Linked DNA regions of Ovis aries: region 1 is linked to region 2. The links are chromatin contacts, called in public Hi-C maps. All regions are on one chromosome and are shown on one strand. Each heading gives the region's core, a stretch centred on a gene start, on an enhancer-like site or on the middle of the called end of the contact. The rest is flanking DNA. Distances are from core to core; before and after follow the strand shown.

Region 1 (7,096 bases), core at 1,277-3,776, 67 kb after region 2:
CTGGCCTATTGAACTCAGTTAGGATTTCTTCTTGATTTTGAGCAGATCTCTCACCCTTGGGCCAGTGATTTTGGGCCAAGTAGTTGAATGAGATAAGTATACTTGCACTTGGGAACAGAGCCCACCTCAGCGGTGAGTGTTGTGCTGATTGGTGCAGATGATCATCACCACTGGATTGGGCGACCTTTCAAACCAAGGAGGGGAGCAATTCTAGATGAGTCCTCCCAGGCAGTAGAGATCTGTACGTATGGGAGGGCAGAGTGTCACACAAATTGCCTTTGAGGTCCACACTGAAGATTTGCTTTGGTGCTCTTGGGTTTGACCCTTTCACCAACTGACCCACTATCCTAGAATGAGATTTCACCTGTATTTGGGCCAAAATATGTTAAGTCCATAAAAAGGTAAGGAATTATTATGTTAAACTTAGGGTTGGTATGAAGAAGGCAAGCTCTTGATATTTCATCAGGCCGGAGGCATTGTATCATGGTGAGTCGTGTGCGTTTGTCAAGGCAAACCTCTTTTGAGATCATGAGCTTTGGGAAGACTGACAGTTCTAGGTTTTTATTCTGTCCCTGGCATCTTCTGACATTAGACAAGTATCTTAACATCTCTGGGCTTCAATTTTCTCATCTGCAAAATGGGAACATCTGCAGCATGGCTGTTGGAGGGTTGATGACTGAACACAGTAGGGATGAGAGGCAGTGCTGCCTGGCACATAAGAAGTACTTGGCCTTGGACCTGTGATATTGTGACCGACAATTAGAAATATACACGGTCTTCATTCCCATTCTTGGCACAGAGCTCCCTCAGAATTTTCTAAATAATAAGAGCCATAACTGTGTCTTGAGACATGTAACAAACCCTTTCAACCACACCTGAGTTTATGTCCACGTGGTGACTTTGGGAAAGTACCTAAGGATGGGGGTTGGTTGCCAGGAAACCAATCATTCGATTGGAATGTTGGAAATTTCAGTTCCACTCCCAACCTCTGGGAAAGGGAGAGGAGCTGGAGGTTGAGTATCACTGATGGCCAATGATTTGATCTATCATGTCTGTGAAATGAAGCCTTCATAAAAACCCAAAGGGACCGGGTTCAGAGAGCTTCCTGGTTTGTGAACACAATGGAGATTGGGGAGAGTGGTGTGCTCAGAGAGCAGAGACGCTCTGGCCCCTTCCTGCATACGTTGTCCTGTGTGTCTCTTCCATTTGGCTGTTCCTGAGTTATATCTTTTAATACAAACCAGTGATCTTGTGAGTAAATGCGTTTCCTGAGTTCTGCAACCCACTCTAGCAGATTAATTGAACCCAAGTCATTAGAACCTCTGATCCCGTAGGTGATTGGTCACAAGCACGGGTAACAACTTAGACTTGTGATTAGTGTCTGAAGTGGGGTGGGTGGGAGAGTGTTGTGGGATCTGATGCTGTCTCTAGGTGCATAGTGTCAGCATTGAGTTAGACTGGGAACTTCCCTAGAGGTCCATTGATTAAGACTCTGCACTTTCAGTGCAGTGGGGTGTGAGTTTGATCCCTGGTCAGAGAAACTAAGATTTCACATGCTGCATGGCTCAGCCAAAAAAACTATGTTTTTACATTTTTGAAAATAAAGAATTGAGTTAAATTGTAGGACACCCAGTGGGTGCTGGAGAATAGCTTGGTGGTTTTGAAAGCACAGACACTGGGATTGGTGTCAGAATAGAGGTAACTATAATATCCTAGTGTTGTCTCCTGGACAAAATGAAGTCATGTATGGGGGAAAGCTGTCACAGTGTCTGAGTGTAGTAAGCACTCAATAAATTCAAGCAGTTATAATTAGCTGTGGGGTTGAGTAACATGCAGCTCAGACCTCAAAACCATCACTTCCTGCAGTGCCGTGCTCTTGCAGGACTCCTCTAAGAAGTTAATTCATTCTTTTATCTCATATTGGTTATACCCATGCAGGTTTTGGCAAAAAAAAAAAAAAAAAGGAACCGCAGTTTGTATCTTTCTATTTTCAGTAATTCCCCTTTCAGCTTCCAGAACTGAGGTTGGTCTAGGAAAAAATACATCATCAGATAATTGAACTCCAAGAACCTTACTGTAAATCTTTCGTGCCTTTCTTTCTTTCTTTCTTTCTTTAATAGATTTTTGAATCATAGTGGTGCATATTTTTTAGCCTTCTTTTTTTACTTAAACATTTTATTATGAGCTTTCTCTGTGTTATTAAACATTTCACAGACTTTGCATCCAATGAACTGTGTGCTGAACGAGGCTTAGGAAGGGTCTGTAAGACACGGCGCCTGACATTGGCCAACCTGAGCAGACCCACGTGCACTTAACCAGAAATGGAAGTCAGATGGTCATAAGAGCTAGAATGTTAGTGTGCACTTTGAGGGCACCAGGAGTTGGTCTGGCTCTGTGGACATGGAACACCGGAGGAGGTTTTGACAGAGAGGGGAGAAAGATCCAGGACACGTGTCCTTGGAGGCAAGAGAAGAGGGAAGCGGGTTGTGGAGGGAGGGGAAGTGTCACATCATCACCAGGCCCCAGCGAGTGGCCTCGGCCTGTGTGTACAGTGACTGCCACCTTCAGGGGCTTTGCAGCTTCAGAAGATGTGCCTGAGAGAGAAGACCGTCCAATTCAGCAGCTTCAGAAAGCCAGGGGCCCCTGCATAGCTACAACCCCTCTTTTCGGGGTGACTCCAGAGGGATTGGGCCCCAGTGCCTCCTGGGCTTCCTGTCACGGGAAAGCTATGGGTTTGGATTATCAATGTTTGTGTCTGGGGCTCCCACCTTCCTTTCCAGCTGTTTCTGCCTCCCTCTGCCACCTTCCATGAAAAACTGCTCTCTGGAAATTCTCTAGCCGGTAAACAGATTCATACTAACGTGTGAAAGACTAACACCATCATAAAGTGGTGCCCCCAGCCACAAGGGCGTGCATCTCAGTAGGAATAGTTATTGTACTGATAAAGGAGGGGAGCGCCAGGCACTGGCCAACAGAAGAGTGGGAGTTGGTTTGTCCTGGCCGTCCTGAAACAGCAGAGGAGGGGGGCACCTGCTTTCATTGAGGCTCATCTGACCTCCAGCATCCTCCCCATGCCCACCACCTGCCCAGGCCGCAGGCTTCCTGATGAGACTACTCAGGTGGACAGTGAAGTTCTTATGCGTCTGTTGCCTGATGGAGGCAGTTTCTCCCAGGTTACCCCACAATAAGGCCCCTGGAAGACAACTGATGCTTGCATCCCCATCTGGCGCCACCTTCCTCCACACTCAGCGTGTCACCCCGCGTCTGTGCTGTGCTGGCAGGGGGCTCGAAGCCCTCTCCTATCAGCCAGTCAGCTGTACTCATCTACAGAAGGGTAGAGCTTCTGTCTGATGCATCTGTGGTCCCCATAGCCTAGCAAAGGGCAGGACCACTGCTCAATCAGTTAATCACACCCCACACTTGTGCAGAGAGTCTCTAGGACCCAGAGAGTGTGCTTTGGAACCCGATGGATCCAAACTCAAATGCCACCCTTATGCTTTCATCAGCTGTGAGGTCTTGGCCATGCTACTCAATCATCCACCTCAATAAGCCTTGGTTTTCTCGGCTGGGAAATGACCTCATAATCAGAGTGATGACTAACTAAAACTACATAGAGTCGGTACTCATGAAAAGTTAATTGCTTCTTCCCCTTCTCTGCTCACCTTCACCCTTGACAGAGAGGTCTTGGAGTTGGAAAACCTGGATTTGCATTCATTTCTCCTGCTTAATTGGTTCTGGGAACTCAAGCAAGGTGTGACTCCTGGGCCTCACTTTCATCAACTGTAAATAGGGTTAAAGATGCCTCCAAGGAAATTGCTGTGGGGAATAAACATTCGAACGTACCTAAAACCTGACTGAGATTCTAGAGCTGCACACTACTGTATCCATCCGTCCATCTGTTCCCGTGTATACATAACTAGCATCTATTGAGCCCTGGGCTCAGAGGAGACCAAATTCTACTCTTAGAAAGATCACTTGGGTAGCTGAGTGGGTTGGAAGAAACAAGGCAAAGTGCTTTTTACAAGTGGCTTTGCAGCTCTCATGGTGTCCCTGTATGGAGCTTTGCTCTGGAAGGAGTGCCCCCAGTATTTAGGACTTCTTAGGGGTTGTTCCAGGGGAACTCAGATTTTAGGGTTTGTTTTTTTTTTCCAAAAGGGAAAGCTGATTGTTACCTCTGGACACTTTTAAAAAAATTTATTTGGCTGAGCCGGGCCTTAGTTGCAGTACTCGGGATCTCAGCTGTGGCTTGTGGGCTCTAGATTCCTGACCAGGAATCAAACTCTGGCCCTCCGCATTGGGAGCACGGAGTCTTAGCTATTGGACCACCAGTGAAGTCTACCTCTGAGGACTTCTGAAGCGCCTCACAGATTTGCCTGGCTCTGGAAGCTTCCAGGCAGCTTTCCCACCAGAAAGAGGAACAGCATCAGTGTGAGTTTATGCAAAACCATGTCAGGTATCAATGAATGGGGTTCTAATCTGGCCCTACCAGTAATCTTCTGTGTTACCTTAAGCATGTCACTCAATGTCTCTGGGCCACCTGACCTCACCAGGCAAGAAATGGATATAAAATGCCTTGGAAAGATGAAGCCCCATACAGAGAGAAGGTACTATTCTTGGTTTGCCTGGCCCCAGACATCCCAAGCGCTAGGATAAAAAGCCTCACCACAGGTGAGGAAAATACATGTTCAGTGTCCCAGGCAACCACACTGGCCACTTGGGAAGCCACTGTATTATGCCTGTCCCATCAACTTCTCCTTTCTGCCCAAACTGCTTAAGGAAGCAGTCAGAGGTGAAACCTTCTGGAAAGTTCTGTAGAAATGGACTAGTGACTTCCATGATTTTGTGTGTGCGTGTGTCCATCTCCCTGGATATCAAGTATCTGCCTGAGATGCAGGAGACAGAGGATATGCGAATCCAATCCCTGGGTTGGGAAGATGCCTTGGAGAAGGAAGTGGCAACCCACTCCAGTATTCTTGCCTGGACATGAGTCTCGGGGTCTACAGACCATGGGGTTGCAAAGAATCAAACACGACTGAGCAATTAAACCACCACCAGTTCCCTAAATCTGTTAGGAATCAGTAAATAGTTTGCATTGCGTTTATTGGCAGTCCCGAGTCTGTTACATACATTCTGTTGTGCTTTTTGCTGTCTTGGCCTTGGTTTACACAGTGGAAACTTTCGGGCAACTCGCCGCAGTGGAACTTCCCCTCTTGAGATGTTTCTTTAATGTAGTCATTGTTTGCAGTTCAAGACTGCCCTGGGAAGCCCCCAGGTGAGACTCAGTTCCTCAATGATAGACCCTACCCTTGAAATCTTATATAGCCTTTGGCCCCAGCTACTGGGGAAACTCCCCGTGTACCCGACTGTGTACCGGACTCTCTGTGTACCAGGCATAAAGTGGTCTTCATGGAAGCCATTCCTTGGGTCTTTATCACAGCCCTGCAAAGCAGGTGCTAGACCCCCATTTTGCAGCGGAGGGAATTGTGCCCAAGGATGAAACTGGGACTGAAGCCAGGCTCTCAACTCCATGTTCAAAGCACCTTCATCTGAGCAGGTTGCTTCTTGTCTTGCCTCCCGTGGTCCTCATGTGCATGGGGCTCCAAGTTAGGGGTGGTGGGGGGCACAGAGAGTGGGGCGTCGAGCAGACCATTATGGTGTATACATGAGAACTTTGAAATTACCCTCCGAGTATGTGAAAGCTGTTCAGTTGTGTCCAACTCTTTGCGACCCCATGGACTATACAGTCCATGGAATTCTCCAGGCCAGAATACTGGAGTGGGTAGCCTTTCCCTTCTCCAGGGGATCTTCCCAACCCAGAGATCAAACCCAGGTGTCCCACATTGCAGGCAAATTCTTTACCAGCTGAGCCACAAGGGAAGCCCAAAAATACTGGAGTGGGTAGCCTATCCCTTCTCCAGGGGATTTTCCCGACCCAGGAATCGAACCAGGGTCTCCTGCATTGCAGGTGGATTCTTTACCAGCTGAGACTGAGCTATCAGGGAAGCCCACCCTCAGAGTATGAGGCCGGAGCTAAGAGTATACCCAGGTGCTAGTGCTTTATTTTCACTGCACAGAGCCAGAGCTGGAAAGAAAGTAGCAGACAGGGGTTGCTGCTGCTGCTGCTGCTGCTAAGTCGCTTCAGTTGTGTCTGACTCTGTGTGACCCCATAGATGGTAGCCCACCAGGCTCCCCCGTCCCTGGGATTCTCCAGACAAGAACACTGGAGTGGGTTACCATTTCCTTCTCCAATAGACAGGGGTTGGGTGGCTTCAATAAGGACAGCTATGGAGAGGAGCTAGTGGGATCACCTGAGTTCATGGCCTCTTAATGGTTCTGCCTCTTGATGACTGTCTGCAGGTGGGCTTGTCTCTGAGCCTCGGTTTTGGTGGGGTTCTGGAGCCAGGTCATTCCAGCCCGCGAGAGTTCACACTGCACATCTCTTCCCAGCTCGGTGCTTGAAATCAATGCAGTGGGAGTATTTACATCATGGAAATTGGAAAATGTCATAAAACTGGGGCTTTCTTTCCCTGGAAAGCTGGTTGTTAAACATTAGCAGCACACTACCATTCAGTTTCCTTGTCTATAAAATGGGGATGGTGCTGCCGACCTCATGGAACCATTGGGAGGGAATGTATGTGTGAGCATTTTGCAGACTAAAGCATGATGTGTTTTGTGTGTGTGTAGATATGCTGTGCATATTTATATGTAGTTTGTTATAATTCTCACATGACGATCTGTATCTTTAAAAGTGGTTGGGGGCTGTTTCTTTGCAGAAACAGGAAGTGGAATCAAGGAGTGGAACAGCAGGTGTGGCAGAAATTCCCAGAGAAATTGGGTGGATGATGTAAGACTGTAAGCCCATCCCGGGATAATGTTTGAGCTTGTGAGGTCCTTTCTGGTGGAAGCCTGAGGGGTGGGACCAAACCCCTGTGAGTCATTGAGAAGATGTGATGGAGTATGTTCCACGGTTTTCTCTGTGCCAGTGACTGTAGTAGAAAGAACAACACGCAGGCAGACTCCAATGTGAAGTCTGCTTTGTCACTTATTAGCTGGTTGAACCTGGCAAGCTCCAGAGCCCTTTTTGAGCTTAGTTTCC
Region 2 (6,947 bases), core at 3,972-6,471:
AGGGTCCTTGGTCTGCTCCCTAAGTGATCATTCTACAGGACAGGACTCTCTGCTTCTGGGTCTGGTAACCACTCCTTCTCATCTTCAGGCTGAGGAAGGTAATAGATCTAAGAGGGATAGCACAGTCCCTGTTACTTTCCACTACACATTTACTAAATCCTCCTCTTGCACGTACAACTGTAGCCCGCCAGGCTCCTCAGTCCATGGGATTCTCCAGGCAAGAATACTGGAGTGGTTTGCCACGCCCTCCTCCAAGGGATCTTCCCAACCCAGGGATTGAACCCAGGTCTCCCGCATTGGAGGCGGATTCTTTACCATCTGAGCCACCAGAGAAACCCAAGAATACTGGAGTGGGTAGCCTGTCCCTTTTCCAGGGGATCTTCCCAACCCAAGGACTAAAGCTGTTTCTTCTGCTTCTCCTAGATTGCAGGCTAATTCTTTACTACTTAAGTCATACTCAAGTTATCCTAATCAGAAGTACCTGTGAGAGCTGACTGATTCATTTGTGCTTAGTCATAGCACAAATAATTGTTAATACTTATTGAGTACTTACTACATGCCAGGGTCTGTTCTAAGTCCCTTACCTACATTAGTTCATGCAACAGTCACAGAATCCCTATGAGGTAGGTGCTATTACTATCCCATCTGACAGATGAAGAAACTGAGTCACACAGAGGTGAAGCAGTTTGCCTAAGGCTGCACAGGAGCTAAGTGGCAGAGCTAGGATTTGAACCCTGGCCTCCTGAAAGCTAGTGGAGGTGATGGAATTCCAATTGAGCTATTTCAAATCCTGAAAGATGATGCTGTGAAAGTGCTGCACTCAATATGCCAGCAAATTTGGAGAACTCAGCAGTGGCCACAGGACTGGAAAAGGTCAGTTTTCATTCCAATCCCAAAGAAAGGCAATGCCAAAGAATGCTCAAACTACCACACAATTGCACTCATCTCACACACTAGTAAAGTAATGCTCAAAATTCTCCAAGCTGGGCTTCAGTAATATGTGAACCATGAACTTCAAGCTGGTTCAAGATGTTCAAGCTGGTTTTAGAAAAGGCAGAGGAACCAGAGATCAAATTGCCAACATCTGCTGGATCATTGAAAAAGCAAGAGAGTTCCAGAAAAACTTCTATTTCTGCTTTATTGACTATGCCAAAGCCTTTGACTGTATGGATCACAATCAACTGTGGAAAATTCTGAAAGAGATGGGAATACCAGACCACCCGACCTGCCTCTTGAGAAATCTGTATGCAGGTCAGGAAGCAACAGTTAGAACTGGACATGGAACAACAGACTGGTCCCAAATAGGAAAAGGAGTGCGTCAAGGCTGTCTATTGTCACCCTGCTTATTTAACTTATATGCAGAGTGTATCATGAGAAACGCTGGACTGGAAGAAGCACAAGCTGGAATCAAGATTGCTGGGAGAAATATCAATAACCTCAGATATGCAGCTGATACCACCCTTATGGCAGAAAGTGAAGAGAAACTAAAAAGCCTCTTGATGAAAGTGAAAGAGGAGAGTGAAAAAGTTGGCTTAAAGCTCAACATTCAGAAAACGAAGATCATGGCATCTGGTCCCATCACTTCATGGGAAATAGATGGGGAAACAGTGGAAACAGTGTCAGACTTTATTTTGGGGGGCTCCAAAATCACTGCAGATGGTGATTGCAGCCATGAAATTAAAAGACGCTTACTCCTTGGAAGAAAAGTTATGACCAACCTAGATAGCGTATTGAAAAGCAGAGACATTACTTTGCCAACAAAGGTCCGTCTAGTCAAGGCTATGGTTTTTCCTGTGGTCATGTATGGATGTGAGAGTTGGACTGTGAAGAAAGCTGAGTGCCGAAGAATTGATGCTTTAGAACTGTGGTGTTGGAGAAGACTCTTGAGATTCCCTTGGACTGCAAGGAGATCCAACCAGTCCATCCTAAAGGAGATCAGTCCTGGGTGTTCATTGGAAGGACTGATGTTGAAGCTGAAGCTCCAATACTTTGGCCACCTCATGTGAAGAGTTGACTCATTTGAATAGACCCTGATGCTGGGAAAGATTGAAGGCAGGAAGAGAAGGGGACGACAGAGGATGAGATGGTTGGATGGCATCACCGACTCGATGGTCATGAGTTTGGGTAAACTCCAGGAGTTCGTGATGGACAGGGAGGCCTGGTGTGCTGTGGTTCATGGGGTCGCAAAAAGTCAGACATGACTGAGTGACTGAACTGAACTGAACTTCTTACTCCAGCCCCTACTCTTAACTTAACTACTCCATATACTAGGAAAGAGTAGTTACTAACTTTTAACTACTCCATATACTAGGAAAATTTCTGTTGAACAAATATGCTCTGTTTCCTCAAAGTCTGTAATCCAACTCAGAGCAAGATTTTGAAATATAAGACTGTGCTGTGAAATATTTTTCTTTGCTAATCGTCCCCAGAAACTCCAGCAAGGTTTGGAGTTAACCTCCTGAAGGTGACTTTCCCCTGAAAATTCACACATTCCTCCTCCAGATCAAGCCTATTTGCCCTCATCTGAGTAGAGGGAGGGGAAAGTGGAGGAGCTTGTGGAGGTGAGAGCTACCCCAGGAGGACCCAGAGAGGCAAAGCAGCCTTTTCTCTTTCGGGGAAATAAGTTGAAGTGTTGACCTCTGCATTCCTACAGTCCTGCCACAACTGGACATCCTCCAGACCCAGCTGAGAGTGGAAGGTGGAAGGAGGGGCTGCAGTCACGGACAGCCTGGAGTCTTTGTGTGATGGTTAACAGAAACCTGACGGAGATTTGGCTTGAGTTTTTAGAAATGGAAAGAAAATATAAAGGACTATATTGGTTCTTACACATGAGATGTCTAATGGTGCTTTAAGCATCTCAGAATCAAAACCTCAAAAGATGTCATTAGGGCATAGTCTCTCTCTGCGTTACTTTCCTCTCTTGACTATATTTTGAGCACAATTTTACCACATGGTGGCTCAAGTAACTACTGGGCTGCCCCAAGCTTATGCTCTCCCTGGATAAAGCCAGTTTGTGGTTGGGGGGTAAGACTGCTGGCATTTCCTGATAGTACCAACATAAAGTCCCAGGGAGGGATCCTATTGGCCCAGCTTAGGTCATGTGCTCATCCATGAGCCAATCACTGGGCCTGGTAGGTATAGGGCTGATTGGTCAGATTAGATTAGTCTATGTCCTCTAAAGTGGGGGTAGAATCTGGTTATCTTCGGATGAACTTAACTGAGGAGGGTTGACTCCTTAAACGGAAACTGTTAACCAAAAAAGGTGAGGGTAGAGGAAGGAGTTTACAGGCCTAAACAGCTGGAGATTTTCACTTCCCACAGGAGTCCTCAGATTCACTCCAGGGAGAGAAGTGGGGAGTGTGAGGACTTGAGAGTGAAAAGGCGACCCAGGAAGGAATCTAAGGGCTAGCTTGGCAGAGGCCATGACTAAAGGGGGCTGCTCAGATTCCAATCTTGGCAATGTCCTCCTCCGTCAGTTAGCAGCAACAAGGTCAGGGCGGGGCCTCGCCTGGTGTCCACCGGAGGAGTTCTGTCTTCACAGAGGAGGTGAGGAGCAGGCCTTGTGGAGGCCTCTGGTGGACATGGTTAGAGCCCTGGAGATGGTTTCATGGAACCGGGGCTTTGAAAAGCTCGTCCTGAGTTTCTCAGATGTGGTCCAGGGAGCAGAGTGAGTGCAAGTCGTGTCCAACTTTTTGCGACCTCATGGACTGTAGCCCGCCAGACTCCTCTGTCCATGGGATTTCCCAGGCAAGAATACTGGAGTGTGCTGCCATTTCCTTCTCCTGGGGATCTTTCCAACCCAGGGATCAAACTCGGGTCTCCTGCCTTGAAGGCAGATTCTCTACCATCTGAGTCACCAGGAAAGCCCACCAGGGTGCTGAAGGAAACCTTTATTTGTGGAGGCCATGGAAGAGTGCGGTTACTCGCAATCCAGATCAGCCTAGAAGGAGCTGGAAGACTATTCCAGGTGTGAGAGCTGGATGGACCCTGGGGCCCAGGTAGCCCTGGGAATGGCCTACAGGCTTGTTTTAGCAACAGCAGAGGACTAATAATAATGGCACCCTGGAGTGCCCCCCTCACCCCCTCCCGTTTATACATGTCACTTCTACAGATGAGCAAGCAGGGGTAGGGAGGGCAAAGAGGCCTCGCCTCCGAATGCTTTCACCAGAGCCCTGGGCCTCAGTCCTGTGACACCTTACCTTGCCATGTGCCTCAGGCAAGTCAGCTCCTTTGTCTCAGTTTCCTTATCTGTGAAATAAAGATGTTAGACCAGAGGGTCTCAACTGGGATGATTGTGGCCACCAGGGATATTTGACAATGTCTGGAGACGTTTTGGGGTTGTTACAAGGAGAGGGTGATGCTACGGGCACAGTGGGCAGAGGCCGTCCTACAAGACACAAGACAGCTCCAACAACCAAGCATTATCTGGCCCTAAATATCAACTGTGAAGAGGCTGAGGAACCCTGCATTAGACTGAGGTCACTCTGTAGGGGTCAGTGCTGACCAGTCACTGTGAGATATTCTGAGGGCACCCCGGGCTCAGGAGGCATTTTTGAGTGCCCAGGCCTTTAGAAGAGAGGTCTCCTGGTCCCACTAGAGTAGCTGTAGTTGTATTTGTGTAAACTGACTGGCTTTCTCTCTCTGCTCTGATCTAGACGTGATACCTAGAATAGGTGAATTAGATGCCTGGCTTGATGGAAGAACAGACGGCCCTGTGAGGTAGTGAGTCCACCGTCAGTGGAGGCATTCAAGAGAAGGCAGCGTGGCCACCTGTCAGAGACGTGGAGGAGCCCTGCCTCTGGTCTGAGCTGTCCTATGGCATTTTGAGCCTCCTTCGGTCAGGAGGTAAAGCGCGAGAGTGCTCTGCGTAGAGCTCTCGGCTTCCCCACCTGCCGGTCCGGAGCGGAAGCGCCTTGCTTCCCACGGGACTCTCCACCAAGCTGCAAACTTTTCTCCAAGTTTTTCTCCCCGGTCTCCGGGAGCTGCCGGAGCGGCGCAGGCAGCACCCCGCGGCTGGTTGCTTCGACCCGACGCCACCGCCGCCAGGCCCGGCCCAGCCCAGCCCAGGGGGCGCGGCTGCAGGGGCTTCCGAGGGCCCCCGGGGTGGGGGTGGGGGGGCTCCGGGCCGCGAGCCGCTGCCGAAAGGCTTTTGACAAAAAAAAAAACCCTTGACCACCAAGGCCAGCCTCTTCCTGAAAGCCCCGCTCGCTCCGATACAGGAAGTGGAGGGAGCGAGGGCCCCAGAGCGCGGCGGCGGCTGCGGCGGTGGCTTCCCGACTCGGCGCGGGGCTGGCGGCGGTGCCCGCCCGGGCCCTTCCCCAGGGCAGCAGCGCCAGGGGCATGCGGGCGCCCGGGCCCCCGCGGCCCGCGCCGCCCGGCGCCTGAGCCCTTGCCTTCACGATCCCGGAGCTGACGGCGGCATGATCCGACGAGCCGGGGCGCCCGAGCGCGCGGACCCCGTGGGGTAAGTGCGGAGCCGCGGCGCCCCCTTCTCCCTCGGTGTCCCCGGGCCCCTCTCGTTCCGCGTCCCTCCCGCCCCCGAGAGCGCTCGGAGCTCCGGAGTAGCCCTGCCGCAGGACTTCGGGGTGTCGAACTGAGACCGAACCCCTGGCCACGGCTCGGGCCGGTCCCCCCGGTACTGCGCGGAAGGGGGCGGCCCTGGTGCCTCTTCAGGACCCAAGACTTGGCGAAACTTTTAAACCCAGATGTCGCTCGCCGGAAAACCGGCTGGCACGTCCGGGGCTAGGTTGGTGGGTATCTGAGGGTCGGCTCTATCTGTCAGAGCCGAAGCGGAGGGGCTGTGCGATCGCGGCCCCCTCCCCGGGTTCTGGTCTCGCCTGAACTTCAGATGCGATCACCGCGGGCCGGGCCCCTCTAGCCTCTCGCGCCCGCCGCTTCGCCTGTGTCCCGCGCGCGTCCTCGAGTGCTGGCGCTCGGCCGCGCCTGGGGCCGAGGACCCGAGTCCCCGTAAGTTTGGACACGCCCGCGGCCTGTAGCCCACCCGCCCGCCAAGACCGAGGACCCACCGGGATCCCCTCCCCCACACCTCTTTTGGATTCCCGGACAGTGGTGACCTTCGGACCGGCCTTTGCGAAGCCTGGGGCTTGGGGAGGGTCCAGGGCGCACGAACTGCGCGTGGCCTTAGGAATCCCCTACGGAAGGGAGGAGGCACTGCTTGGAATGCGTGAAGCCAAACCGGTTTGGGAACCGGCTTTCGGGAGGGGTCTCCAGCGTCTGGTTTCCTGTCCCCCCACCCCCATCTCGCACCCTCGGACTTCTGGACATTGCTCAGGGCTGCGCTCCGAAGTAGATTCTTTCGATCAGCCCAGCCCAGCAGGCGCCCAGGGAAAGCTTCAGTGGGATGAAGAGGTTCCTGTTCAGAGGCAGATTACTGGGCAAACCTCTTAGACCTTTCTGGGAATTAAGGATGGTGGGCGCCATGGGGGAAGCCAGGCTCGAGCTACTTCTGTGATGGACACTCAGTTGCTGCCTGGCTTAACTCTGTGACCTCAGCTACGCGGGCCTCAGTTTTCCCCAGTGTTAAAACAAAGCGACGGGCTGTTCTCCGGCAGCCCGGAACTGGGGAGCAGCTGGAGGTAACTGGCCCTAGGCTAGTGGGAGGGGTGTCTCAGAGGGACCTGAGAGCACTAGATCCGAATGCCTCCCCTCCTCCCCCTCCCCCATTTCCGTCCCAGCCTGGATCCTTTCCCTTGGAAGTGGAAAGACAAATGTCATCCGCTGGAGGAACTGGAAATTTTGTTGGGGAGGGCGCCCCCCCAAGAATCAAATATCTACCACACCCAATACTGATGGGTGGACCTAGGAGGAGATTCCCAGGGAGGAAGGGGAGGTGAGGGGCCAGGGTCCCGAACTATGTGACTTCCCATAATTGTCCCAGGTTGACCTCTCCTTACCCATTTCCTCTTGCCTTTCTCTGTTTATTACAG

What was found. Hi-C and Micro-C count contacts between places; a contact is called where the count stands out from the background.
Region 1: a Hi-C map of hypothalamus shows a contact between it and region 2, with 2.5 times the contacts expected there. The contact joins the enhancer-like site here to the promoter of RIN3 in region 2. A contact is called at or near these places in 2 of 16 Hi-C or Micro-C datasets (blood and hypothalamus).

What each region holds. Positions count from the first base shown.
Region 1 is chr18:55,120,480-55,127,575 of ARS-UI_Ramb_v3.0, forward strand. The region is part of intron 3 of RIN3 (Ras and Rab interactor 3); the gene reads left to right. Among named protein-coding and RNA genes, the nearest start is that of RIN3, 68 kb to the left of the region's middle. Within about 2 kb of position 2,527, at least 9 of the 54 cell types and tissues checked have an H3K27ac peak or open chromatin away from gene starts, as enhancers often do. A contact at or near this core is called in hypothalamus, where this site is marked.
Region 2 is chr18:55,050,431-55,057,377 of ARS-UI_Ramb_v3.0, forward strand. It overlaps RIN3 (Ras and Rab interactor 3), which reads left to right and starts at 5,222. Exons shown (of 10, transcript XM_027957334.3): 1 at 5,222-5,464. The coding sequence starts at 5,421. It overlaps LOC121817114 (a long non-coding RNA gene), which reads right to left and starts at 6,243. Exons shown (of 3, transcript XR_006056877.2): 1 at 6,047-6,243; 2 at 4,200-4,248.